Regions from separate parts of the Oryctolagus cuniculus genome. Here region 1 is linked to region 2. A link is a contact called in public Micro-C data. All regions are on one chromosome and are shown on one strand. The core of a region is the stretch at or near the end of the contact, and the rest is flanking DNA. Distances in the headings are between cores, read along the strand shown.

What was found. A called contact is a pair of places that touch in the nucleus more often than the background predicts.
Region 1: a Micro-C map of ear pinna shows a contact between it and region 2, with 5 times the contacts expected there. The contact joins the promoter of BRCA2 here to the promoter of N4BP2L2 in region 2. A contact is called at or near these places in 2 of 6 Hi-C or Micro-C datasets (ear pinna and an unstated tissue).

The regions. Positions count from the first base shown.
Region 1 is chr9:81,965,251-81,970,785 of mOryCun1.1, forward strand. It overlaps BRCA2 (BRCA2 DNA repair associated), which reads right to left and starts at 2,160. Exons shown (of 27, transcript XM_002720579.5): 1 at 1,851-2,160; 2 at 1,090-1,195. The coding sequence starts at 1,156. ZAR1L (zygote arrest 1 like) reads left to right here and starts at 2,112. Exons shown (of 7, transcript XR_007913745.2): 1 at 2,112-5,511.
Region 2 is chr9:81,758,530-81,763,771 of mOryCun1.1, forward strand. N4BP2L2 (NEDD4 binding protein 2 like 2) reads left to right here and starts at 2,120. Exons shown (of 9, transcript XR_011378849.1): 1 at 2,120-2,465. LOC108178796 (a long non-coding RNA gene) reads right to left here and starts at 2,131. Exons shown (of 4, transcript XR_001795522.3): 1 at 1,690-2,131.

The sequences.
Region 1 (5,535 bases), core at 910-3,409, 210 kb after region 2:
ATCTTTTTCATAATTCTCTGACAAAATGGAAATTATGTAAAAAAGCACCTCTGTATAGCTGAAGTACAAGAGTTGCATAGAAAAGCATTCAAGTGATGAGTTACGAGCTGAGTTGGAGTTTTCATGAAGTCCTTTTTACAGGAAAGAATGACAAACTAAGTTATTCCGACTTAGCGGATTTACAACGAAGTTATTACAACTTGGATGATTTAGCAGACATTTGTTCAGCTGAATGAAGTGAGCTTGTTAGAAAAGCAACAGAGTTTGCCGCCAATGATAAAATGTGGCTTTCTAAAAATACGTTTAATAGGGCAACATGTTAAATATCTATAATTTGGAACACCAATATTTTCCAAATAATTGCTACATGATGTTACAACCTGGAAAGCTCTATTGGAACATCTATTAGACCTTTGAAAGATCTAATCAAAGTTCAAGAAAGCCAAATTAAAAAAGAAAATCCACTAGTAATTGAAGACTTAAAATACTCCTTGTTCCACTAACTATGTGAAGTGAATTTTCTTCATATATTTCTACCAGAAGAACATACCACAACAGATTAACTGTGCACCCAGGTATGAGAATACAGCTATTTTCTATTAGGGCAGATGTTAAGGAGAACTGCAAAACAATTCCACTTATTCTTCTGAAAAAATATGCAATAGATTTATTTTCAAGTGAATTAATTTTTTTTTCAGTTCTTAGTTTTAATTTCTAACATGGCAGCCTACATAAACAAATTCTCTTTGCAGGGGTCTTAATCATGAATACTGTAACGAAAATGTTTGACAGTCTCTGTCAAAGTAACATCACCAATGCTTCTAATTTACTAGTCCTACTTTCTAAACAGTTCTTCCAGTTATTGCTCATCAAGAGGCCAGTCTCTTTATACAACTATGGGTTCTGTGTCTGTCGGGTTAACTGGTAAACTATTACTTTCTAAAGTGGACTTATGACTCCATATAGAGTAGCTTGCAGTGTAAAGAAAACCGAGAAGTACTGAATTTTTTTTTCAGCAAGCACGTATGTTACTTTTCTGAAAACAGTTTCTCGTTGAAATGTATCAAGTTTCATAAAACCAGCCAATACCTGTTGTGTTGCACCGCATCTTAAAAATGTCAAATAAAGTTGGCCTCTCTTTGGATCCAATAGGCATTTTTATGTACAATATTACTCCAAAGCTCGATAAGTCAGTCTGCAAGAGAAGACCAAAAGGTCCGTCACAGGGATGCATGTCGGGGTTGTGCTTGTGTCTAAAGCTACATCCTCTACCCGTTCTTCGGGACGCCGAACTCCCTGTGAGGATGGAAACATTCCACAGTTCTGTGCACTCACAGCAGCCACGGAAAACCCCTGGCGTGTGTGTCTACTGCGACTCAAGAACAGAATTGTCAATCTTTTCTTTTTAATTACGTTAACTAGTGGCTCCTGGTACAAACAAACACTGTCCGATAACTCCCAGTCAATGATCCGAGACTAACAATTATCTGGGACTTAAGTAAGGCAGATACAGGGTGCCCAGAAACTGTAAAGCACTTTCCAGGGTGGCAATATTCCGTTAAAGTAACGTTACCGTGTTTTCAATTAAGAACATTTCGCATCCGGACACCCGGAACAGCCAGGAGGCAGACCCAGCCAAGGCGTTGTGCAGCCCGGAGCCGGGAAGCCAGAGTCCCGAGGGAGGGGGCGGGGCTCGCCTTTGCTTTGGAACAAGGTTGTTTCTCTCAGGCAAGAGGCGGAAGTCGATACAGGCCGCGATTCCCACCCGGGAACCTGAGAGACCCTAGCCCGCCACCCCGGACCGCTGGGGCCGCGAAAGACATGCCCGTCTCCATCCCAGCCACACTAACCCGCTCCACAGGTACAGCTGGTATTTGGGCTCAGCAGTCTAAGAGAAAGCGCGCCAGCATTTAGATCACAGATCTGACCCCATCGGCTTTTCCGGCGGCGATCCACTGCCCTAGGCAAGACCCCAGACGCCGAGCTGAAGGAGCTCCGCCTCCATAGCCTTTTTCAGACGCTCGCGCCAAAAGCCCGCTCTGGGCACGTGACGTGAGGACGCTGTGACGAGGCACGCAGCGTACGCACTACCCGGAAGTGAGGCCGCCGTCGGCCGCTGCTGTTTCTCAGTGAGGCGAGAGGGGCTTGCCTGTTAGGCTCAGGAACCGGAAGACGAGGGAGCTGGCGTGTATGTTCGCTTCCTGACTTTTTTAGACCCGCCCGCCTTGTTCTGAAGGGGCGGCCGTTCGGTCTATGCGTAGTTCCCCAGCCTTTCTTCCTGCCCTGGATGACTTTTGGGTGGGCGCCCTCGGAACACGATTAAGGACCTTTAAAAAAACCTTCCCTTTATCCTTAGGGCAGGTGCTTGCTAAGCCTGTGCGCCAAAGTGAGCTGACCTTAGAAAACTCGTATAAAGTGGTCTGTATGTGGGTGCCTCACTTCCGGACTGCGTGGTAGTAAATGGAAGGCTCAGGGACTTGAAGTCAGTTCTAGCAGGTGTGTTTCCCATAGGTAGACTGTTCAGAGCGAGCCCATTTTCCCAGCCTGAAAAATTGTGAATCCCATGTTAACGCTCCTGCAGTGCTAGGTACTCTCCCCTGTAGACTTCTATGGTATCTTTTTAAATTCTTATGGTGTCAATTGCCCTGTTTTGAACTGACCTGGAAGATGGAACTTGATCTCAGTTTTGGAATTCACAGGGTCTGTATCTTGGCTAGAACAGTGTTCAATCTGTGTGTGATGTATGACTTATAAAATATTGAACTGAATAGGAGAGGTAAGAGCGGCTTAGGGCCCCTGCTGCTTCTACAGTGCACTTGAGCAAGGAACAGCAAAGGCAATCTTGGATTAGAGGCTCCACGTGGTTCCTTTGGTGCCATAATCAGTTTGATAATAATCCTCAGCTGTAGCAAGGGGCCTTACTAATGTAGATAGAAACTAAAGCTCCTCCCCCCGCCTTGTTTTTTAAAAGAATGAAAGCCACATTTTTACGTATTTGAAAGCAGAAAAATAGAGATAACCTGCCGGGTCACTCCACAAATGGTAACAAAAGCCAGGGCAGGGCCAGGCTGAAGCTGGGAGCTGGAAACAGCCTGGGTCTCCCATATGAGTGGCAAGGACCCAAGTACTAGGGCCGTTGTTACCTTCCACTGCCGGGGGTTAGCAGGAAGTGAAGCCAGACTCTGATATGCTGGTTTCCCAAGCAGCGTCTTAACCACTGTGCCAAATGCTGGTCCCACTACTGAAGCTTTTCATCTGCTATGTCTAATTAGCAAAGTAACACAGGTCTGCGTATGATCCTTATCTGATGATCACTGCTGCTTATGGAACATTTGGTAAATTAGGCAATCTGCTTTGGGCTTTACAAGTAATATCACAGTCTTAGAATAATCCTATAAGTTGGTTAGTAATGTCCAATGGGGAAACGTAATTAGGCAATTAAATAACTTCACTGGTAGTAGGGCCAAAGTTTGAAGTCCATTTTGACTTAAACCTAACTACCTTGCCATTAAGTCTATCATTACCCTACAAATCAGAATAGTATGTTTTTTCTTCCTTTCTGAAGGGAGAGGCTGGGGTGTCTCGCTAGGAATAGACTAGTGAGAGCTATTGGCACCTCATTACAACCCGCTGAAATTATTCTCTCTCGCTATATACAGCCCCCCCTCAACTTTGTGTTCTTTTGGTACCTGGGCTTAATTATACTCTTCTAATGTGGCTGTTCAAATAATTTATTACTTGTATTTAATTTATTTTATGCTTTATTTTTTACTTTTTTCTTAAAAGTTTACAGTATCTGATGTGTATGACTCGGAGTTTTGATGTACATGTGCCTAGTGGATGCTTACTACAGTTAAGCAGTTAACAAATCCATACCCTCACATGGTTACTCTTTGTACACCTGAAACATCTCAGCAGATTTCTAGTATGCAATACAGTTTACTGACTACAGTGACCATTAGATCTCTAAAATAACATTGTATTATATTAGATTCATTTTGCATTCATTTTACACAGCTGCAACTTTATACCCTCTGACCAACGTGTTCTCATTTCCCCTATGTTCCTGGTAAAACTGTTGTCTGTGCTTCTGTGTATTTGACTTTTTTTGGAGCCCACATTTAAGTGAGTGCTTAAATACTTAAGCAGTACCTTTTCTTCTGTCTGGCTGATTTCACTTAGCATAATATCCTCCAGGTCTCATCCATGTTGTTACAGATGTCAAGATCTACTTTCTAAAAAAGTGTTAAAGGCAGAACAATATTCCATTCCATTTATATTATATAATAATGTATATCACAATTTTTAATCCATTCATCCACTGACACTTAAGTTGTTTGTGTAGATTGTTTATTGTGAATAATGCTGTAATGAACATGAGAGTGCAGTTATCTCTCTAAAACACTGATTTTATTTTCTTTGGATATGTATTCAGTAGTGGAATTGCTGAATTATATGATACTCTAATTTTTTTGAGGAACCTTTATAATGTCTGTACCAATTTATACTCCCACCAACAGTGTATAAGGAAAATCTAAAATGGTTGCTAGAGGAACGAATGAGGAATTGTCAATGAAAACGTGTAAATAATTCAGAAATGAAAAACAGTTTTGAAAAAAGATTCAGGATCACTGAATTGAAGAGGTAGGGAAAAGCAATTAAGAATCGGGTGGCAATTAGTCATCTGTGGATAGATAGGGCTTCCCTTCCTCAATTAGGGTAATGGGCAGCAGCCCCCGCTAAAATCTGAAATAAATGAGGAAGCTAGAGATAAACCTGAGCTGGCTTGATCACGGGCAAGGAGTGGCAGTGAAAGTGGGAAGTAAAAAACACTGTGCCTGAGCAGCTAGTAGAAGGATGGAGCGGTTTGTCCGAGTTCCCTGTGGCTTGTACCAGGGCTATGGGAACACACTACCTTTGGACCAACCTGGACTCTCAGGGCACAAACAGCCTGACTGGAGGCAAAACATTGATCCCCCCACTTTCCTGTCCAGGCCTGGGCTGCTGGTGCCTGCAAATGCTTCTGACTACTGCATGGACCCTTACAAACGAACACAGCTTAAAGCCATTCTTGCCCAGATGAATCCCAGTCTGAGGCTGCAGCTGTGCAAGGCCAACACCAAGGAGGTGGGTGTGCAGGTCAGTCTGCGAGTGGATAAGTCCGTGCAGTGCTCGCTGGGGCCTCGCACCCTGCGCAGCCGCTCCCCTTGGGACAGTGCTGGGCACAGAGTGCCCCTGGCAGGCTGGGGAGTCTATTTGCCAGTGATCAGCAACAGAGGTTTGGTTCGGCTGCAGAAGGGTGGGGACAGTGGGGAGAGTGAGGTGCTGGGCAGCCCTGCAGAGACTGGTCAACAGCCACCACCAGTGCCGAAGTTAGAAGATGGCAGGCAGAAGGAAGTTGGACAGCCTGAGGAGCTGGGGGACTCCGAGGCCACACATCCTCAAGAAGGGAAGAACAAGCTGGTGCAGAGAGATGCAGTCCCCGATCTACTCCAGAAGCCAAACTTCCAGGTGGCCTTTCTCTTCTTAGTCTTC
Region 2 (5,242 bases), core at 870-3,369:
GTGGAGAAACCTATTACTTCATCCAAGCGATAAAGTGCAATGCCAACAGTCATAAATCATATTGGTAATATGTACTCTAGATATGATATGATAAAAATGACACCTTCCCTCTGTGACCCTTCTTCTTCCACAAACCCAGTAACTCCAACCTAATTATGGGAGAAAAGATCAGATACAATCCCAATAGAAGGACATCCTAATGATACTTGACCAGTTTTCCTGAAAATAGTCAAGGTCATTAAAAAGTAAAGTCCAAGAAACTGTCACAGCCAAAAGGAGCCTAACTATCATAAGTTTGAGATTGTGCCTTAAAAAAAAAAAAAAAGAAATGACATTAGGTATAAACCAAGGAAATGTAACTAAGGACTTTGCAGTTACTACTACTGTGTCACTGGTCATTCATTAAGTGTAACAATGTAACATAATGTTGAGGTTAGTAATAAGAAAAGCTGTGTATGTGTGTGTGTGTGTTTAGTGGGGAGTACATGGAAATTGTAGCATCTGCTCAATTTTTCAGTTTATCTAAAACTGCTCTAAACAGTCTATTGATAACAAATTAATAAGGACAGCAATGGACTATAATTTCTTAACAAAAAGGAATCCATACATTCATGCCAATAGTGAGTAAGGACTCTTCTTTATAGCAGCATTTGAATTGACAAATGTGGAAGGTTTGAAGGAGTCTGTGTGGTGGGGAAAATCAACATTTCATAACCAACGTCACAGAAACATTATTCCAGAAACATTATCAATGGGATCTAAAGTATAATGTAAAATTTCATTAGGAGCAGGATATTTGCTTAGCCTCAAACTATTATCTCACACATTTCTATTAATTACAAAGGAAGAAATCACGGTGAAGGAACTGGACAACACTTTGATGAGAGATCAAGATTAATAACTTCTACTGACACTCTGTGACTCTGGATATATAATACCCTGAGAAGGTCACAACCTCATTTGTGTATTTGTTTCAAAGGAGGATGGATAACTTGAATTAAATCAAGGGAAACAATGGTGATATAATTAGTATTTGAGGAAGATTTTTTTTTTTTTTTTTTGACAGGCAGAGTGGACAGTGAGAGAGAGAGAGACAGAGAGAAAGGTCTTCCTTTGCCGTTGGTTCACCCCCCAATGGCCGCCGCGGCCAGCGCGCTGCGGCCGGCGCACCGCGCTGATCCGATGGCAGGAGCCAGGAGCCAGGTGCTTCTCCTGGTCTCCCATGGGGTGCAGGGCCCAAGCACCTGGGCCATCCTCCACTGCACTCCCTGGCCACAGCAGAGGGCTGGCCTGGAAGAGGAGCAACCGGGACAGAATCCGGCGCCCCGACCGGGACTAGAACCCGGTGTGCCGGCGTCGCTAGGCAGAGGATTAGCCTAGTGAGCCGCGGCGCCGGCCGGAAGATTCTTTGTAAGGGAAGGGATTGCTTTGGTGAGCCCTCTTGGTCATAGGCCTACTGGTTATATAATCAAATGTGGACTCCAGACTGTGATTTTAACTATTATCTTTTAAAATCAAAACGTTATATGATGTTGTTGGTGGGGTGGGAGGGTACAAACCTACAGAAAGAATGACATAAAAACCAAGAGATTAGCAGCTTTCTTTGTAGTGACTTGAAAGAATGGGGACTGCCAGTTGTTTGGTTCGTATACATTTTTAATTTAATAAACACATAGCGCTTATTCTTACCAGACACTCGGTATTCCAAGCGATATGCACATGACTGTCCATGAAAAAGCTCAGTAATCGGTGTTCGTTACCAGAAGTGTAACACTAACTGGTTTTTCTCAGTAGGTATTTTTATCTAGTATACGGGTACTCGCACTGCAATGATTCTTTTGACAGAACGTAAAATTACGCCTGGTCTCTCCGCTCAACGTCCGCGACCCAACCCTGCTACTGCTACAAATGTTGAGCTCCTTTTTGAGAAGTCGGCTGAGTCTTTGTCTCCTGGAAAGCCGGAAAAGCATTCACCGAGAGCAGTTTATACACCTGCTTGGGGACGCCAGGCCCTGTCCTTTCTTTTCCGGGGTGACTGCCAGAGAGGGTCGCTCCTGGTTTCTCGGGTTTCTGTGCTTCGGTGTTTGTAAATAACTTCCCCGCTCCAGAGGAAGGAACTAGTTCCGGTTTACGTTTTTGTCAAATTAGTGCGCACGGCACGCAATGGATTCTGGGAGACCAGCTCTCGGCGCAGTGGTGTACAGCCGCGGTGTGAAAGACGGCCTGCAGTTCCCACAATGCCTGGCGCGAGCCCGTAGTTCCTGCCTGGGTGGCCGTGAGGCGGCCGCCATCTTGCGTACGGAGGTGCGGCTTGTTGCCCGTAGCCTCCCGGCTGGGGCTCAGTCCTTCCAGCTCTCTGCTCCTGTGCGTCTTCTACGCGTTTTCTTTCCCCTTCACAGAGGTTTGCGTCTGTCTAAGGGAGGGCTCGTTGGAAAGTCCAGTTCCATGCAGAGCTGTAGAGTAAGGTGAGTGGATACCCCGTTTTTAGGGGTGTGGGGTGGTGTGTGGTGTTTTTCGGTTGCTTCCTTCTTTGGTCAGCGGCTCGGATCTGGCCGGACGCCTGGGATTACGGCACCGTAAAAGCCCAGAGTGGATCTGTGAGGCTCGGAGACCGCCGGAATTCCGAGGCAGGGCATGGAGCGTGTCTCCTTTGGGACAGAGAAGGTCGGGGACGCACTCGTCCCGAGCGGCTCTCGGAGGACGGCGCACCGAAGGGCCGAGGTTGGGTATGGGCCACACTGCGTGCCATGCCTTAGGACTTTGCGCTCACGTTTCCAGGGAGGAAGTGACCAGCGGAGAGTCCGCCGAGGAGGGGGCTGTTTCCGGTGGGATGGCCGGTGTCACGGTCCTGTCTTCCTCCAGGCCTTCTCTGTCCCACCTCCGTCATGCGCTAGTTTGTCTTTTTTCCTTTCTCTCGCCAAAGAGCGAGCAGACTAAAGGGCTGAACAAAACAGCCCTTTTTTGAATTGTATTCTTAACCATCTCTAAGACATTTCCAGAGAAACAGTTTTATTTCCCACATAGATCGACCACTTGAAAAAAAAAAAATGAACGCTTTTGATTTTTTTTTTTAAGGATTTATGTGCTTGTCCATTCCCTAAATGGCCACAACGGTTGAGGCTGTGCCAGTCCAATGCCAGGAGCTTCTTCCTATCTCGGGTCTTCCACGCAGGTGCAGGGGCCCAAGCACTTGGACCATCCTCTGCTGCTTTCCCAGGCCATAGCAGAGAGCTGGATGGGACGTTCCGGAGCATCTGGGTCTTGAACCGGCGCCCGTATGGGATGTCGGCTCTGCGGGGGGGTTGTTACCCATTATGCCACAGCCTGACCCCAATGCTTTTTTTTTTTTTAATTATTTCTTTATTTTTTTATTTTTTGACCTGCAGAGTGGACAGTGAGAGAGAGAGACAGAAAGGTCTTCCTCCTAATGCTTTTGATTTGAGGCAGCTGTCAGATTTTTTTCTGTAAAGCATGATGTACTGATGTCATTCTCAGTGCAACTTGAGTAATATTTTTCCTTTTAAATTATCATACTGCATTCATTTGATAATCACCTTTACACTAACTACTCACAGGAAAAGGGCCCACAAAAACTGACATTTCAGCTAACCTAACATTTGAATGCTAAAGGCATTTGGTTGTCTGAGTTTGGGAGCTGGAGTTACATCTAATAGCTTTAACTAGGAAGACCATTAGGATTCAAAGTTAGATCCAGATGTCAGTTTGGGTGGAAGCACAGTTGTGTATGTCAAAAAGTGTATACTGTTGATTTGATTCCCCAAACTTATCTAAATGATTTCACTTCTCTAAAGTCAGAAATGGATCATTTAGATTAAAGATGCTTTTTTTTTTAATTTGACATAAAGTTAGAGAGAGACAGAAAAAAAAGTCTTCCTTCCGTTGGTTCACTCCCAAATGGCCGCTATGGCCGGCGCTGCGCTGATCTGAAGCCAGGAGCCAGGTGCTTCCTTCTGGTCTCCCACATGGGTGCAGGGCCCAAGGACTTGAGCCATCTTCCACTGCCTTCCCCGGCCACAGCAAAGAGCTGGACTGGAAGAGGAGCAACTGGGACTAGAGCCTGGTGCCCATAGGGGATGCTGGCGCCGCAGGCAAAGGATTAACCAAGTGAGCCATGGTGCCGTTGTCAAAGATGCTGCTTTTTTTGTTTTGTTTTTTGTTTTTTGTTTTTGACAGGGAGAGTTAGAGAGAGAGACAGAGAAAGGTCTTCCTTCTGTTGGTTCACCCCCCAAATGACCACTACAGCTGGTGCACTGCACCGATCCAAAGCTAGCAGCCAGGTGCTTCCTCCTGGTCTCCCATGTGGGTGTAGGGCCCAAGCACTTGGGCCATCCTCCACTGCCTTCCCGGGCCACAGCAGAGAGCTGAACTGGAAGAGGAGTAACCGGGACAGAACCCGGCGCCCCAACCAGGATTAGAACCCGGGGTGCCAGCGCCGCAGGCAGAGGATTAGCCTGGTGAGCCGCGATGCGGGCCCAAAGATGCTGTTTTAAAAATAGCATATTTTTAATAGCCACTCCTGTAAATTATGCTGTGACAATACTTACATAATAAGTGGTTATAAAATTAGAATTTGACTGTAGTTGTCGTGAAGATGTTACCATCATAAATTTGTATCACAAATTTAAATGTTTTTCTAATTACTTGTTTATGAAGAAACTTGTTTAACTTCATTTTATTTATTTGAAAGGCAGAGTTATAGACCAGGACAGTGAGGGAGGGAGATCGTCCATCTGCTGGTTCACCCCCACGCTGGCCTCAACAGCCGGGGCTGGGCTAGGCCAAAACTGGAAGCCTGGAATTCCATCCGAGTCTCCCTTGTGAGTGACAGAGACCCAAGTACTTGGGCCATCTTGTGCTGCTTTTCTGGGTGCATTCGCAGGGAGCTAGATTGGAAGCTGAGCAGCTCGGGACTTGAACCAATTCTCGTGTGGGATGCTAGCATGGCAGGATGTGGCTTAAACCACTGCACTACAATGCTGGGCCTTAGTTTAATGTTTTAAAATGTTAACAAGAGGTGGGCACTTGGGGTAGTGGTTCAGGTGTTGCTTGGGACATCCAGTTCCCATATTGAGTGCCTAGGTTCAAGTCCTGGCTCACTTCCTATTCCAGCTTCCTACAAATGTGCACTTGGAGACAGCAGGTGGTGGCTCAAGTAGTTGAGCTCCTGCCACATATATGGGAGACACCATTTGAGTTCCAGGCTCCTGATTTTGGCCTAGCC